Regions from separate parts of the Mus musculus genome. Here all the other regions are linked to region 3. The links are chromatin contacts, called in public Hi-C, Micro-C and promoter capture Hi-C maps. All regions are on one chromosome and are shown on one strand. Each heading gives the region's core, a stretch centred on a gene start, on an enhancer-like site or on the middle of the called end of the contact. The rest is flanking DNA. Distances are from core to core; before and after follow the strand shown.

What was found. Promoter capture Hi-C pulls out the DNA fragments that hold promoters and counts their contacts. A called contact is a pair of places that touch in the nucleus more often than the background predicts. Capture Hi-C pulls out chosen DNA fragments and counts their contacts.
Region 1: a contact with region 3 is called in a promoter capture Hi-C map of adipose tissue, with 3 times the contacts expected there. The contact joins the promoter of 4933405D12Rik here to the promoter of Rwdd3 in region 3. A contact is called at or near these places in 2 of 39 promoter capture datasets (liver and pre-B cells) and 2 of 9 other capture datasets (adipose tissue and liver).
Region 2: a contact with region 3 is called in a Micro-C map of the G1E-ER4 cell line. The contact joins the promoter of Dnttip2 here to the promoter of Rwdd3 in region 3. A contact is called at or near these places in 1 of 39 promoter capture datasets (pre-B cells), 2 of 484 Hi-C or Micro-C datasets (B cells and the G1E-ER4 cell line) and 1 of 115 datasets of contacts at active chromatin or transcription factors (astrocytes).
Region 4: a contact with region 3 is called in a Hi-C map of CD8 T cells, with 4 times the contacts expected there. The contact joins the promoter of Usp53 here to the promoter of Rwdd3 in region 3. A contact is called at or near these places in 1 of 39 promoter capture datasets (pre-B cells), 3 of 484 Hi-C or Micro-C datasets (CD4 T cells and CD8 T cells) and 1 of 115 datasets of contacts at active chromatin or transcription factors (thymic regulatory T cells).
Region 5: a contact with region 3 is called in a promoter capture Hi-C map of pre-B cells, with 2.8 times the contacts expected there. The contact joins the promoter of Gclm here to the promoter of Rwdd3 in region 3. A contact is called at or near these places in 1 of 39 promoter capture datasets (pre-B cells) and 2 of 9 other capture datasets (adipose tissue and liver).

Annotation. Positions count from the first base shown.
Region 1 is chr3:122,922,734-122,925,738 of GRCm38.p6, reverse strand. It overlaps 4933405D12Rik (RIKEN cDNA 4933405D12 gene), which reads left to right and starts at 1,623. Exons shown (of 6, transcript NR_046036.1): 1 at 1,623-1,676. 1810037I17Rik (RIKEN cDNA 1810037I17 gene) reads right to left here and starts at 1,342. Exons shown (of 2, transcript NM_024461.2): 1 at 1,083-1,342; 2 at 1-260. The coding sequence starts at 1,279. The coding sequence ends at 260.
Region 2 is chr3:122,273,057-122,276,072 of GRCm38.p6, reverse strand. It overlaps Dnttip2 (deoxynucleotidyltransferase, terminal, interacting protein 2), which reads right to left and starts at 1,659. Exons shown (of 7, transcript NM_153806.1): 1 at 1,595-1,659; 2 at 1-875. The coding sequence starts at 1,654.
Region 3 is chr3:121,170,201-121,173,194 of GRCm38.p6, reverse strand. Rwdd3 (RWD domain containing 3) reads left to right here and starts at 1,500. Exons shown (of 5, transcript NM_028456.3): 1 at 1,500-1,603. The coding sequence starts at 1,519.
Region 4 is chr3:122,983,021-122,985,741 of GRCm38.p6, reverse strand. It overlaps Usp53 (ubiquitin specific peptidase 53), which reads left to right and starts at 1,295. Exons shown (of 16, transcript NM_133857.3): 1 at 1,295-1,460.
Region 5 is chr3:122,244,053-122,246,973 of GRCm38.p6, reverse strand. Gclm (glutamate-cysteine ligase, modifier subunit) reads right to left here and starts at 1,417. Exons shown (of 7, transcript NM_008129.4): 1 at 863-1,417. The coding sequence starts at 988. Gm46822 (a long non-coding RNA gene) reads left to right here and starts at 2,602. Exons shown (of 6, transcript XR_001783970.1): 1 at 2,602-2,921.

The sequences.
Region 1 (3,005 bases), core at 374-2,873, 1.8 Mb before region 3:
TTACATACATTTATTTCCCATAAGTACTTAAGTTACAGACATTATTAAAAATATATATTATCTATCATTTAGCTACAATCATTACTTCAACCATGAAAAACAGGTTTTAAACATATGATAGTACTTTAGTGAGGTCAAGGGCTGAAGAAAAGGTTAGATAGAGGTGCCGAAGTCAGCTGCTGGAGTCCTCTTCATTCAAGAGTCTATAGTCGTTTTCAAGATTCACTCCAGAAGCCCCATTCTTGACTCAGCAAACCGGTCTGTAAAAACCAAATACTTGTTTCCTTCATCTGCTTATTTTGACATTTAGTGGGACGCTGAACATAGATACTGCTAGCCTATCCCTACATAATTTACACTATTGATAAGGAAAACTAAAGGCCTACATTATTAAGTCATGAATTTTCTACCCAGAGGTGAAAATGAGATCATTAAAAATAACTAAATAATAAATCACTGTTCTTGAAATGTCTATACCAAAATGACTTAACGAGTTTTTATCAAAAAACTGTTTATCTTTTCAAACCCCCCCCCCATTCTCTGCCTTCTAATTTGCCACAAAACCGAAAAAATGAGAGCCAAAGAAACCCAAGATACTCCATTCTTTGACAGATGTAGGACTGGGGATACTCTGGAAGATAATACGCGTTTATCTGCATAAGTTATGGACAAGTTAAGTTTACAAGGCTTGCTTTGGGCTAAGCATTTTAAGCAGGCGCACAACACTCAAATCACTTTAGATATAATCACATTTAACCTGTCATGCTCTATTTTTTATTACTTACGATATTTATTTACTTTTATTTTTATTAGTTTTTAGTAATTATTTTTTATTATTTACGATAGATCTAATTATGGGTATAGGTTTCTAACACTTAACAGTTCGTTTGTGGTGATGAAACAGACAAATATGGGAAGTCAAGTTTTCTCCACACTCCTCTTGCCACTGGGGTGTCAAGGAAATCCATTTTCGCTCTTCCAACTCCGCCATCTCTAGCTGCCGTCCCTCCCTCCCTCTCCGAGAAGACTGAAGCAGCCGCCAGCTTCCTAAGCTCTTCAACTCTGCAACTCAGGATACTCACCAGGGCAAGAGGTACACGAAGACGAACAAGGCCAGGTCGAAAAGGATGAAGAGCCAGAGATCCAGCCAGTAGGAGTGTTTCGGAAGCCCGTTCATCCCGGACTGAGGTGCCTCATCTTGGTTCCTCCTTCCAGCTTCGAACGAGCCCCTCCGTTCCCGGACACCGTCGGTACCAGACGCCGCCTGGCTCACCTCCATCTCCGCGTCGTTTCACTTCCGCGCAACTGAGACCAAACCTGAAGACCGCTTCGCGCCCAGTCTAGCAACCAATTCCGGGTAACCCCGCCAATCGACTAGGCGCCCCGCCCCCGCCGCCGCGCCCCGCCCCGCCCCCGCGTCCCCGCCTTCCGGACTGCGCAGGCGTCCTCCCTTTCTAGGAATTCGCCTTCTTCGGCATTCCCGGGAACGCGCAGACTCCGCTGGGCCGGCTGCTCTTGGCGCAGGCGCTCTGTTCCACCACCCCTCCTCGCCCCCCGAACTTGGCGAAGGTGTCTGCCCCGCCTCCCCGACCGCACGCATGCGCTCTGTGCCCCGCCCCGTTGCTTCCTGGTGGGGTGTCCCCTTGCGGTGTTCAGAGGTGGTTTCTAAGGTGCAGGTGAGCTCTCTCACGTAGCTCAAACGCTGCCTTGCAGGGTGCATTACTGGTTCTCCCGGTTTCTGGGATGAAAACTGTCTCAACTCCTTTTCTCTGAGATGATGCCAGAACTTCAGGAACCGCCTCAAAGGATTCCAGCCTTGCCCACCCACAAAAGTAGTCTTTTTATAAACATGAGCGTGTGGGGGGATGTTTTTCTTTCTTCCTCCCTTCTTCCTTCCTTCCTTCCTTCCTTCCTTCCTTCCTTCCTTTCCTTCCTTCCTTCCTTCCTTCCTTCCTTCCCTTCCTTCCTTCCTTCCTCCCTCCCTCCCTCCCTCCCTCCCTCCCTCTCTCTCTTTCTTTCTTTCTTCCTTCCTTTTAAAAAACTAGATCGTGAGATTCTCTGATAATAACTTTGGAGACGACAACATTGTGTGACAATGTAAAAAGGTTGGCAGACCCCGTAGAATCATCTCTCCAATACACGTAAACTTTTTGGTTTCTTACATGTTTGGGAAGTGTGTACAGTTTGAGAACTTTGGATGATTTTGTACAGACTTGAGCGATTTGCTCATAATTTTTGAAACAGTTTTGATGAGGTGGACGTTGTAAGGGTCCATGATTCGCTGAAGAATGATACTCCAGACTCAAGTAGTTTGTAAACACACAGAGTGTTTTATTTTGTCGAAGTCCAGCATGCTGGAGTCTCCCATTACCAAGTATGCTCGCTGCACATTGGGGGAATTCTCGGATAGATGGGCTTTGTCTTACTCTTATCTCGGGCATTCCAGAAGCATAACCTTGGTGTGGTGGCTAGAAACTTGCCTGAGGAATCCTGGGGTAGGTGGCCTTATCTACTCTCTCTTAAGGACATTCTGAAACTATTGCCTGGGTGTGAGGGCTGAAAACCCATTGTCCTTGCTTCAGGCCAGGTTGGGTTTTTTTTTTTTGGGGGGGGGGGGGTCGTTTCTGATGGTAGGGCACTTTCTGACTAGCTGCCTGAAGCCTAGGATTTTAGGCCTAATCCCAGGAACTGCCAATTAGAAGTCTGTCATGGAATTAGCCTGTCTCAATTACAGTCACGAATTTTCAGAAGGCTCAGATAAGGTAAAGCGTGGAATTTACATAGGTATTTCATGGGAGTATTTTAATAAGCCACTCAACTCTATGTCAGAATATCCTGTAACCATTAGATAAAAACCTGTTGGAGTCTACTAACTTAGCAGCCCACTAACTTATACCAACCAAGTAGCCCTGATAGCATCGTGGGCTTACAGAAGAGCTTTCTCCTTTCCTAAATCAGCCTTTCTAAAGTACCCACCAGTGTATTTTGGGCTTGCCTTGTTTTAT
Region 2 (3,016 bases), core at 410-2,909, 1.1 Mb before region 3:
TTTTCCTCTGTGATTTTGAGGTCCTCTTCATCCAGACTCTTACAATTCTCCTTTCTAACTTCTGTAAGAGACACAACATTGGCTCGTTTTTCCTCTTGGATATGCAAATTTTGGTGGTTTTGGGCTGTCAGTTTTTTCCCTGAATTTCTGGGGCTGGAATCATCAAAGTCACTGTTGTAAGTTTCACTATCAGAAACATTTGGCATATTTCTCTGAGAAAGTGGTCTTGCTGATAACTGAGTAGCATCTGAGTCCTCTGAACACACAGACATACCCACAATTTGCTTTTTATTTCCTGGTGTAATCTTAGTATCGTTTTTCTCAGCTGGGAACTGTAATTTCTTCTTCACATTCCTGGCTGTTGTTCTCGGCAAGATCTCTAACGATGAAATGCCTGAGCAGGACAACTCAGCATCAGATACAGTTCCCGACTGTGATTCTTGGCTTGAATCTCTTTGAGAATTAGCCTTATTTCTGCTGCTTCTCTCTGTGGAAGGTACAACCATAGAAACCCCTGAAACATGAGACTCTGCTTCAGAAACAACAACTTCATCAGCAGATGCATGCTGAGGGGCTACTTTCTGCCTTTTCCTAACAGTGGACTTTGAGGTGGAAGCAATTACGATCTGCCGTTTCCTAGTTACTCTTACAATGGGCTCTTGGTCCTCTAACACAGAAGTAACCCCAGAAGTGTGGGACTCCGTTTCAGAAGCCTCGTCATCAGAAATAAGCACAATGATCTCCGCTGGGCCTGTGGTTCTGCTGCTGCTGCGTGAGTGCTGTTTCTCAGCAGGCTGCGATTCAGCTGTGCTGCCATCGGATCCCGATTCCTTTGTGCTTTCTAGATGTGTCCCAATTCTCCGAGGAGCAGACCTCTGAAAACCAAAACAAACACAATATAGTGTAGATAGGGCAGGGACAAGGGTAAAGGTGGCATGGCCTAAGGAACAAAACTCAAGAAGGTACAAAACGAAGACAAACTCACGATAAGATATTTCTTTTACTTGCCTCATCCTAGGCTTCAGAAAGCAGAACTAAAAAAACTTTCTCTACTTAAAGAAAGAGGAGGTAAATTTTAAATCATTTATAGAAGCGCAGGGAGGGGGGGGAGTTGAATACTAATTGAGCACGTGTTTAGGAGTGTGTAAGGTAATCCGATACTTGCCTGGATTTCTACAACAGGAAAGGGCTGCTCTATAGCCCTTACCACACAATCTAAAGAGCATAGCACCAGAAGACAACCAGAGGCTCTGAGTGACGCCACCGCCGCCCTTCAGTTGCCGGAGGGGTTAGTGCTCGGCCATGCCAGTCTCTCCACGTGAAAACGGTGCTCCTCCTATCCCCCAAACCAGGCTTGGTCGAGGTGGCGGGCATTAACTTTCCCCGGTACTGTCCTAACAGTAAACTTAAAAGGCCTCGCCTGCGCAGGGCACGCTACCGAAACTCCCGTAAGAGCCCTGAAAGACCCCCAGGTCCGAGCCAGTCCGGCGCAGTACCACGCGCGACCCGCTCGGTTCCTCGTCGCTCTCCTCCGCCCTGCCGAGCCGCTCTGCTCAGCGGCGAGGAGACCCGGAGAACCTGAGACCCAGCTCACCTTCTGCTGGGAGCTTTCTTGGAGCCTGGTCCGGGAGAGCCCGGACCTGGTGACCACCATCTTTCCGACTCCGGATTCCCGGCAGCCAGCGCGGCTTCCTCTGTTCCGACGCTTCGGAAGTGCGTCGAAACAGGAACTCGCTTAGGTTTCCCTGCGGAAACCGCGGCTCGGGAGAATCGTTCCTTCCCCGGCTCCACTGCAGTTCTGGCCAGCGGTCTCCGCCATCGGACTAGTGCGGGTCAGCGGGGGGTGGGGGGGTGGGGTGTGTGTGTTGGGGGGGGGGGGGGGCAAAAGCAGCTCCGCCTCCAGTTCCCAGCTCGTCCGCTGTGCGGTCCTCAGCGAGGAGGACCTCCTCGCCGTTTAACACAAAATGGGAAGTCGCATCATTTACTCTGCTTTCCATCCCCCTCACCCCCCACCCCCGTGCAGTAATTGTGAGATCTTTGGCGTAAGTCTTTACGGAAGCCAAAGGAGACTTTATTTAGTCCTTTTAGAAAACAGTATTTTAATAACTTAATAAATGAGATTCCGATATTTGATTGGGATACAAGGATGTATGTTAAATGCACCCAAGTTTTCGGAGAATAATTAGAAAGCTGTGGGATTTAACTAAAATGTCTCGGGATTTGAAGTACGCCTTTTTTTTTTTTTTTTTTTTTTTTTTTTTTTTTTTTAAATAAAAAAGGTGAAAGACGTTGTGAAGGACGGGGATTAAAGTTTTTTGTTTTTTTACAATGGAAGTAAGAGACTAGCCAGAATCAAAAGAGTTTTAGGATTTTTGTTTTGAGACAAGATCTCTCTACATGGCCCTGGCTGCCCTAGAACTCACTATTTAGACCAGCCTGATCCTGAACTCACAGATATCCATCTGCCTCCCAAGTGTTGGGATCCATGGGCCACAGCACCTGGCTGAGGTGTTTTAGTTTTTGTTTTGTTGGATGAAAGATGGAGAACTAGAATATGTTGAAAGGCTACAAAGGAATCGAGGAGGGGGTAAAGGAATTAGTGTTGGAAGCAAGAAAAAAAAAAGGGGGGGTTCGTTTTCCTTCACTTTTTAACACAAAATTTTTCCTAAAAACCTATCTTTCCATGGATACATTACTTCTACATTAAATTGCTCTCCTTGGAGCCAGGTATACGTAGTAACCAACTTTTGATTGTTAGATGTTGTCTTAAAACACTAGCCTCATGCTTACTTAGTAAAATAGGGTTTTTTTTTGTTTTTGTTTTCCTGGAGAACTGTGGTCTCTGGTTTCCACACAGCCATTGTGTGCCCTGAGGAAACAGCCTATCTTTAGGAGTGAGAGAACAAGAAAGTGAAGAACAAGAAAACGAGTTCCTGCGCATTTGTGGAACTTGAAGACAAGAATCTTCAAGCTCTTGACAGGCTGGGCTTAGTGAAAAACCCTATGACAAGTGCGG
Region 3 (2,994 bases), core at 251-2,750:
CATTTAACAAATATGACAAATAATCAAATTAATATTTTCCATTACTTTTAGCAGTAACATTGGACTTTAAACTGAAAATTGAATAACAGAGTGGTGCTGTAAATCAAAAAGTGTAATCTTTTCCCCAAATCTCTCTAACAGTTAATTATGAACCCACTGAACTTGCTTGAACTGCTATTTTGGAAATAACTCAAAGGAACTATTTTTTTTTTCTTTCTTCTAATACAAATTGGTTACATTATAGATAATCATGTGTTTAAATAAACCTTTATCTTTCTAATTATTTGCACAGCACGGTTCCTAATTGCCTGGGGTCACTGAAATCTCAGGGCATCCCTGGAAAAGCTTTTCTTGTCTATCTCATCAGATTTCCTTTCTCTTCTTGGAAGCCAATTTCTCTTCCTTTTTTCAAATTGCCCTTTTAGCAATAGAAATGATGATTGGGATAGTAACGTGGCCCAGTTAAAATTATTCTGACTTGTAGAAGTCAGTGAAAGGAGTCACTGAAGACCTACTTAAATTCTTTGATGAACTCACAGAATGTTATTTCTGATACAAACCAGTGGCATGAGACCTCCCCGAGTGAGCCAAAGGACTCTTGGGAGCTGCAGAATTAAAAATTTTTATTTTGGGGGCGGGGGGAGTCAAATGCACCTAGACAGAACTACTTACCACAAATTAATTTTGCTTACTAAAGTCGAGGTTGAAACAGATGCATCACTCATTCTGTTATCCTATTGTTACTGCGAGTGTTTTGAAATTTAGGTCAAGATTCAAAGATGGTGATTTCACCATTAAGCTTCAGGGATCAGAGAGGTAATAGACACATTATGTTATATGCATCGAATATCACCTGAACCGAACCAAACCGAACCAAATCAAATCAACTCAAATCAAATCACTGTAAAGCTAGTTTTTGGCTTTGGACCCCATCTCTAAGGAGTCTCATCTCAGTCTTCCCTCTTCTTCATCTTGGACTGGAAAGAGGCCCTGGAATCTAGACCTTGTGTGTAATCCCGAGGCTAGTGACCAACCAGGTCAGTATCCTGGAGGTCATTATCGTTCTCTTTTCTGAAATATCCTGACCACGAGGGTCACTGACCCTCATGAGGACATGGAATTTGTGTTTTGCTCACTGTGGGATCTCAGGACACAAAGTTCAAAAGCCTGACAAGGGCTCGTTCGCCTTGTTTGGCTTTTCTTGTTTGTTTAGGTTTTTTTTACTCTCTCCATTTCCTCCTAGCCTGGTGAAGCACGGTGGGTTCACAGCCTGGTTGTTCTTGTAGGGGACTTTGGGGCTTTACAGGTCTCTCTCTGATCCAGAAAACCACAGAGGCCAAAACTCAGAAGGTTCTGGGCGGACACATGCCACGCCCATAAACACGCCCATCTCCCCGCCCCCCGCCCGGCGCCATCCGCAGCCGACCTGGCTGTGAGGCCGGGGCGCCCCCCAGTGACCGTAGGGGAGCTTTGCTCCGGGAGGCGGCGGAAGTGGCTTTGGGTTCTGGTCGCACGGATATGGTGGAGGAGGTGCGGCAGGAGCTCTCGGCGCTGGCCGCGATCTTCTGCGGGCCCAACGAGTGGGAGATGTTGAGCTGTTCAGGTGAATACCCTGCCTCTCACCCTGCGGCCACTGCGGGGAGTCGGGGACCCGGTGTCTTGTGGCCCTGGACAGGAGTAGGAGGGGACTGGGGGGTGGGGTTGGCCTGCGCTTGCAGTGCCCTCCCCTGAGCTCGCCCTCTCCGCCCCCCTACCCCGTGCTCTCCCGCAACTAGACGGTGCGCAGTGCCCTCCTCGTGAAACCCAGCTCCTCCAAATAGTCGGCATCCACCATAAGCATTTGTGTATCACGTCCCTGACAACAGGACGCTGTAGTTGGTTGTCAGCCACGTGGAAGGCAGTCAGGAAATGCTTGTTAAGGTTTGAACTCTCCAGAGTTAATTGCCTTTGACTTTATTATTAATTTTTTTTGTTGTTTTACTTAAAAATATTTTTATTTTTACGTTTTCCAGGCTGCTGAAAAATGGCAGCCGATTCCAGACTTCTGCTGGACGCAGCATGGAGACCTTCTCTTCTAACCCAGGCAGGGCACCGACCCTCTGAGAGTTTATAGTCTGTAAAGCTATTACTATTGTTGTTATTATTAATTGTTTTAAAAAGCTAAAATTTCATTCTTGTCTTGGCTTCCGTTAAGGAACCCAGACGCTCCACTCACACACTTTTAAATTTTTTTTTGGCGTATGTATGAGTGTTTTGCATGCCTGTATAGACCTGTATGCTGAGTGTGCCTGGGAGGCCTGAATAGGACGTTCAGGGGCTAGGAGTTACCGAGGGTTTGAGAGCCTTGCCTTAAAGGTGCTGAGAACTGAACCCAGGGAATAGTCAGTGCTCTTAACCACTGAGTGCCCCCAATTTCCCCCTTTTGGGAAAATGTGCTGATGCAAATTATTCTCACCCTCGCTGAGCTGTCAAATATGTCATGTACATTTTGAGGTCAGTGAGAGCCATCCCTCTACTGTTACAATGTAACTACGATTGTAATGGCTTTTCTGACCATAAATTGGCTTAGCTCTAGGAAGACAGTGTGAGATGTGCTAGACCTAAGGAAGCTATATCTATGATTAGGAGGGCTTTGGGTTTCCATAAGATAAGTCAGTGACCCCTTTCTCCTATGCCTTCTTGCATGCACACATCTACAGATCTTTGTGGTGATTTGACGTTTCAGGCCATGTGAACTTTCTAGAAAAATGGAGTTGCTCTCTTCTTAAGTGCCTAGACCTGTCTTGTATATTTTTGAAACTTCCTTAAGACCCCTATGAAAGGATTTATTGTAGGGATTTGCCACCCTCTTGTGATTGGGTAGCATCCTGATCGGTTAGCATCTCCTGTCTCCACAATTCTCTCTATTGGTAATTGCTTCTGCCGGAGGCAGCTATTTAAAGGGATCACTCGTGTCTCCGAGTTCTTGTATCGTGACTTACTTGCCAATATCTG
Region 4 (2,721 bases), core at 46-2,545, 1.8 Mb before region 3:
TTTTTTTTTTCCTGGGGGAACAAGGCGTTCAGATCTTGTTACGTCAAGAGTAGGACATTAACATAACTAAACCTGGACTGCTTGTTCCTTGGTCTATTTTTAAGACATATTTAAGGCACTCATGTAAAATACATCCGAGAATACACAATATAGCTGAAGGGGAAAGAGGTGACAGAAGATATATTAAACAACACCTCAAAACAGAGTGCACCCGAGAGGAAACAGTATGGTGCCAATTCTTTACATTTCTAAGAGCTGGTTTCTCCGGCTCCTTCCCGTCGAGGTTTTAATGTTAATGTTGAGGACGGCGTCTATGGCTTCATGTTACTTCTTTTATGTGGTACATAATAAATTCTCACTGATCCCGGGTCAAACACAATAACCTCACTGCATGTCACCCACCAACCTGCAGGGTCTCCCTCATGCGATTTCTTCAGGTAAACTGGAGTCCCCTTTGAGTTTATCTAAGTCAACTTTTATGACTCACGCCAGCTTTGGAAATGTCTTCCAAACCTACATCTACCTTTTTGAGTCATCTTAATCATCAGCCAGGTTTTTTTTTCCCCCCTTTGTTTTGTTTTTCCTTTTAATTATCATCCCAAATAAAAGTTTCCCAGACAAAGGCTAGTCTGGTTCGCAGCAGCAGCAGCTTGCAACTCAAAACCTGCTCCACATCGCGGAGAGGATGCTGCCAAAATTTCTGACAAATACTAACTGGGTCAGCGCGGTTATGAAGACGTTCGTTTTATTAGTGGTCACGAAAGCCCCACTTAGGGAAAATACATTCGCGCCAAAGGACACCATTCAACTGCAAACAGACCGTACCGACTCCCTAAGGGGACCGCCGGGGTGCCGACCCAGCAATGGCTGAAACCCACAGAACCCCGGCTCAGATCCCCGCGCATCCGCACTCAGGCTGCAAAGCCGCCAACCAAGGCGGACGACGGCGGGACGCCCGCGTCTGCCGTGGAAATCCGCCGCAGTCCCCAGCCCACCACGCAGCCGCTCGCCGATCCGCCACGTCCCGTCTCACAGCCCGCCCCGCGCGCCACCCCCGCGTCGGGGCAGAAGCCCGAGCCCTGCTCTCGCGGGATCTCGCGCCTCACACAAGCCCTCGGAAAGGGAGCATCACCCGCGGGAAAGCCGGGAACTCACGTGCGGGGGCGGGGCGGGGCGGGGCGAGACGAGGAGGCGGGCCCGGCGCAAGGGGGCGGGGCGTCCTGACGCGGGGGAAGGCGGGGTCCAGAGACCTGTTGATCGCAGGTGTCACTGCCCAGACCGGCCCCTGGGTCTTGGGCGTGCGCGCATGCTCTGCGCGGGTCTGGCGGCTGAAAGCGGCGGTGTGGCCGTCTGTCCCTGTGCGTGTCGCTTTGCCTGTCACGACGTTGTGGGTGTCGGCGCGAGGCGGAGCCGGGCCAGTGGGACTGGAAGGGCTACGGCGCCGGGAGGTAGAGCTTGGGGTGAGTCGCGGGAGCCCCCGCTGGGCAGAGGGCGGAGGACTCTCGGTCCCCACGGCCTGGCCCCGCTCGGGCGCGCTAACCCGGGTGGCCGCAGGCTGAGGGCGGGATTGGGCCGGGTCGGGATGCGCTGGCCAGGCTCCTGCGGTTCCCGGTGCAGCCCCACAGCTGCCGGAGCACTGAGCCTTCACCAGGGCTCCAGCGTGATTGGCGTTCCTCCTTGGCGGAGCAGACTGGATTGGATGTGATAGAATCTTGGCTTGGTTGGTTTCTCAGTAGCTGGACAGACGGACGGAGTTAATGTTTAGCTTCTAAACGGCGGTTTACGGTACAATTACCAAACTACTCGCCGGCGGCGCGGGGGAACAGGAAGTGCCTGCGCAGGTGTAACCGGGAGGATGTGAAGCCCTGCAATCTGAGCCTGTTTTGAGGTTTTGTTATTCTCCTGGGGTTTGTTTTCTCCGTGCAGATCCCGATAAATGCTTGCAAAAACGTACTGCACGTCCTTATCTGCTTGCGGTCTTCCATAGCTGGAAACATATTCTTTCCTCCAAATATATTTTCAAGGCTACTTTTGAGGTACATGGGCAGTAAACCTAAGTTCTCTGTGGTGAGCCCTGGAGCTTGTTTAAGACCAGGCACGCTGATTTTCACCTTTAAAAGGTGGAGCCAGTGCTGACACGAAGTTATGATAGAATGGATTGGTGACATTGATAACTTGTCAGTTTTATTTTCTGTTGTTTTCAATTCTGTGTCGATGATGGTCGAGGCAGAGATCCCTCATCCTATTCTGTTAAAGAAAAAAGGAAAAAAAAAATAGTGAAGAAAGGGTCTTCAAAAGTAATGTGTGATTTATCTGCTATTGTCAGAAGAATTCCTAATAGATTTTCTGCGGGCAAGAGTTGTATGGAAAATAAGGTTTTTGACTTATCTTTTAGAGACTTTTAAAGTGAGCTCCTTTGGACAACTTGCTATAAACTTACAGAAGTGATTTGTTTAGTTTGTAAATCGAATCAATGTATTAAGTATTTTTCCCAAAGGATAAAAAACAAGAGACCCTCCAAACAAGCCTTTTCCTTAGGATTTTTTTTTTTATTTATAAAGTTGTCTATCGAACTCATGATACGTGGCACTAACAGTTTATTACTTTAAAGGCGTCACTTTTTTTTTTTAAATAAAAGTGCCATTTTAGTGGTAGGACACATTTTCTACTTATTCTTGCCCTTTAGTAAGAAAGCACCCCCCCCCACACACACACACAATG
Region 5 (2,921 bases), core at 168-2,667, 1.1 Mb before region 3:
TGAGCCAGGACCTCATCACATGGTAGCCCAGGCTGGCCTCGAATTCTACATTCTATTGCCTTAGCCCACTGAGGCTGCGTATTAGAAGAGCCCACCACCATACCCAGCTTATTACTCCCCACACATAATTGCACATCTGTCTTGTTTTGTTGTTTTAAGTAGTATACATGTTCCATATTATCAATACGCCTCTGCAATGAGTTGCACGGTCCATGGAGAACCACTGGCTCAGGAATGGGCCATTAACACAAATATAACACATTTTAATTCTAGATTAATCTGTCACTTCCAACTACACATTAGGTTTTTTGGGGGCGTGGGGGTTGGGGCTGACACTGGGTAGCCCTAGCTGTCCTGGAGTTCAATATACAAACCAGGCTGACCTCGAACTCAGAGATCCTACTGCTATTGCCTCCCTAGGGGCCGGGATTAAAGGCGTGTACCACCTGCCCCTCTTTAATGGTTTTGAAGCAAATACAATGTTAACATCCAGTAAGTTATTTGTCCCAAATCCAAATTCAGTACAATAGAGAAAGCAATGTCAACAATATCAAAGTTAAACCTATTGTTAGTCCATCTACCAAACACTAAACCTTTATCTTTCCTTTACCTTGGCTAAGGGAGAGGGACGGAAGATGAAGACGCGGGGCTGCAGTGGCTCTGTCCAGCCAGACAGGGGACCCGGTGGCCCTCAAGAGTTGTGCGATCAACTCCGACCGGCGGAGGCGCCCCTCGCCCCGCAGTGGCACCTGCCAAGCCGGGATAGTACCCAGCTCACTTCGGTACCTCCGAAGCGGGTCGAGCTCCGGAGAGCCCTGCTTGTCCCCACTTCGAGGAGACCCTCGGCCCCCACCGTGCTCACCTCCTCGCTGTGCGTGGACGGGCACTTTTTTCGCAGGCGGCCCCAGTTGAGCAGGTTCCCGGTCTGCAGGTGCAGGGTGCTGGCCCGCGCCAGGAGCGCCCCGGCCGCGCGGCTGTCGGTGCCCATGGCAGCTGCCGCCGGAGGGGACCGGGTAGCGCCGGAGCCGCGGAGAGATGGCGAGCGGGCGGGCAGGCGGGCGGGCGAGTGGGCAGACGGCTGCCTCGCAGGGCGCGGCGGTGCCCCAGGCCCCAGAGGAGAGCGCGAGGCTGCCGACTCCGCGCGGCCACAGCCCGGTGTGCGCTCGGGCCCGAGGAGGCCGGGCGGCGACGGAGAGGCGGTCCCGGAGGGAGGGAAGGAAGGGAGGGAGGCGCCGGCGCGGACGGTCGCTGCGGCTTCTGCGGCCGCCACCGCCGCCGCCGCTGAAACGAGGGAGCTGTTTCCTGGAAGACAATGACTAAGCAGAAACCTCACCCGAGAAAGTGCTTCGTAACCGTTACTCGTCCCGCGGCGGGCCAGGGGCGGGGCGCAGGCCCGCGGGTGACTGGCCCTCGGCCTGCGGCGGGCGTGGCGCCGGGCGGCCGGGAGCGGGCGGCGCCGCGGGGGAGAACAGCGCGCGGACGTGCGCCCCCTGCCGGCCAGAGCGCGGCGCGCGGCCTACGCCGCCAGCGCCTCGTGAGAGTTGACGGTGCGCCCGGGAGCGCCGCTCAGCCAATGGCCGCCCGCGCTGCGGCCCTGGACACGCCCTCTTCGAGAGGACCGCCGGAGGTCCATCCTCCCAGGCCTTGAGAGCGTGCCTGCTTCTGTGTCTAAGGAGCTGATGCGATGGCGCGAGTGTCTCATTGCCCGCGCCCCGCTCTGTTTTTTAAATTTATTTTTATTTTTTCCTTTTGCTTTGCTTTGCCCAAGAGTCTTTCCCCCAAACTGATCATTCTTCTTCCAGCGTGTTGATTTACCTATTTGCTGGTGCTGTATGAAACCAGAGAGTACAACTTTAATTTTCCCCTTTCAGAAGCCTAATCCTTCGAGAGAAAGGCCTCAGCCCATGAAACATTAAACAATAAAAATACCACGGGGCAGTTAGTTTCCAGGTCAGTTAAGCATAAGGAACAGATGGTAACAGAGAACGTTTTATGATTCACACTTTTACAAGTTGTTCGTGATTCTTCCCCATTCCCACTGGAGATGGCTGGGTATAATAGCAAACTGACCGTTTATTAAAGTTTTACCCAGGAAACAAACTTTTTAACAAACCAGTCAGGTATGTTAGAGCCAGGTGAGATTTTCATTATAAGGCGGCAAAATCTTTTCAAAAGAAACATGAATCTGAGTTGGTAAACTACTAAGAAATAGGAAAGGCTGGAAGATCGTTCCAGAAAAAGTGAGGCTGGTGTTGGGTACATCTTTGTGCACATCCAATGAGCAAGAATCCATGGAGAAGAGGTTTCCCAGGAGCAGCCCCTCACATGGCCTTACTTAAATATAAACAATTGATTCTTCTGATGAATTTTTTATGGTCATTGTTAGACTTTTGATTATATTCTCTTAAAAGTCCATGTAAATATTTGGTTAAAACTTAGTGGTCGCCGGGTGGTGGTGGCACACGCCTTTAATCCCAGCACTTGGGAGGCAGAGGCAGGTGAATCTGTGAATTCATGGCCAGCCTGGTCTACATAGAGAGTCCCAGGACAGCCAGAGCTAGGTAGAGAGACTCTGTCTCAAAACAAACATACAAAAATATTGTTTATTTGTGTGTATGTGTGTTTTCTTCCATGAGTTTATGGGCACCGTTCAGGGCCCCTGGAGGCCACAGGACATCAGATCTGCCGTTGGGTAGGTAGTTGTGATGAGTTACTAAGAGAAGGTATGGTGAGTCCTTAGTTCAGTACTTGGCTTATAATAAATGTTCAGTAAGTGAGAACTACTATTTATGGTGCTGGGGTCGAAGGCTTACACATGCGTTCTGACAGTGGGCATCCCTAGCCCTCAAAATTGTTGTTGTATTCTACTCTCTCCTGTTATAACCTGACTATCACAGGCTGGCACACTCAGGAGTGCACGG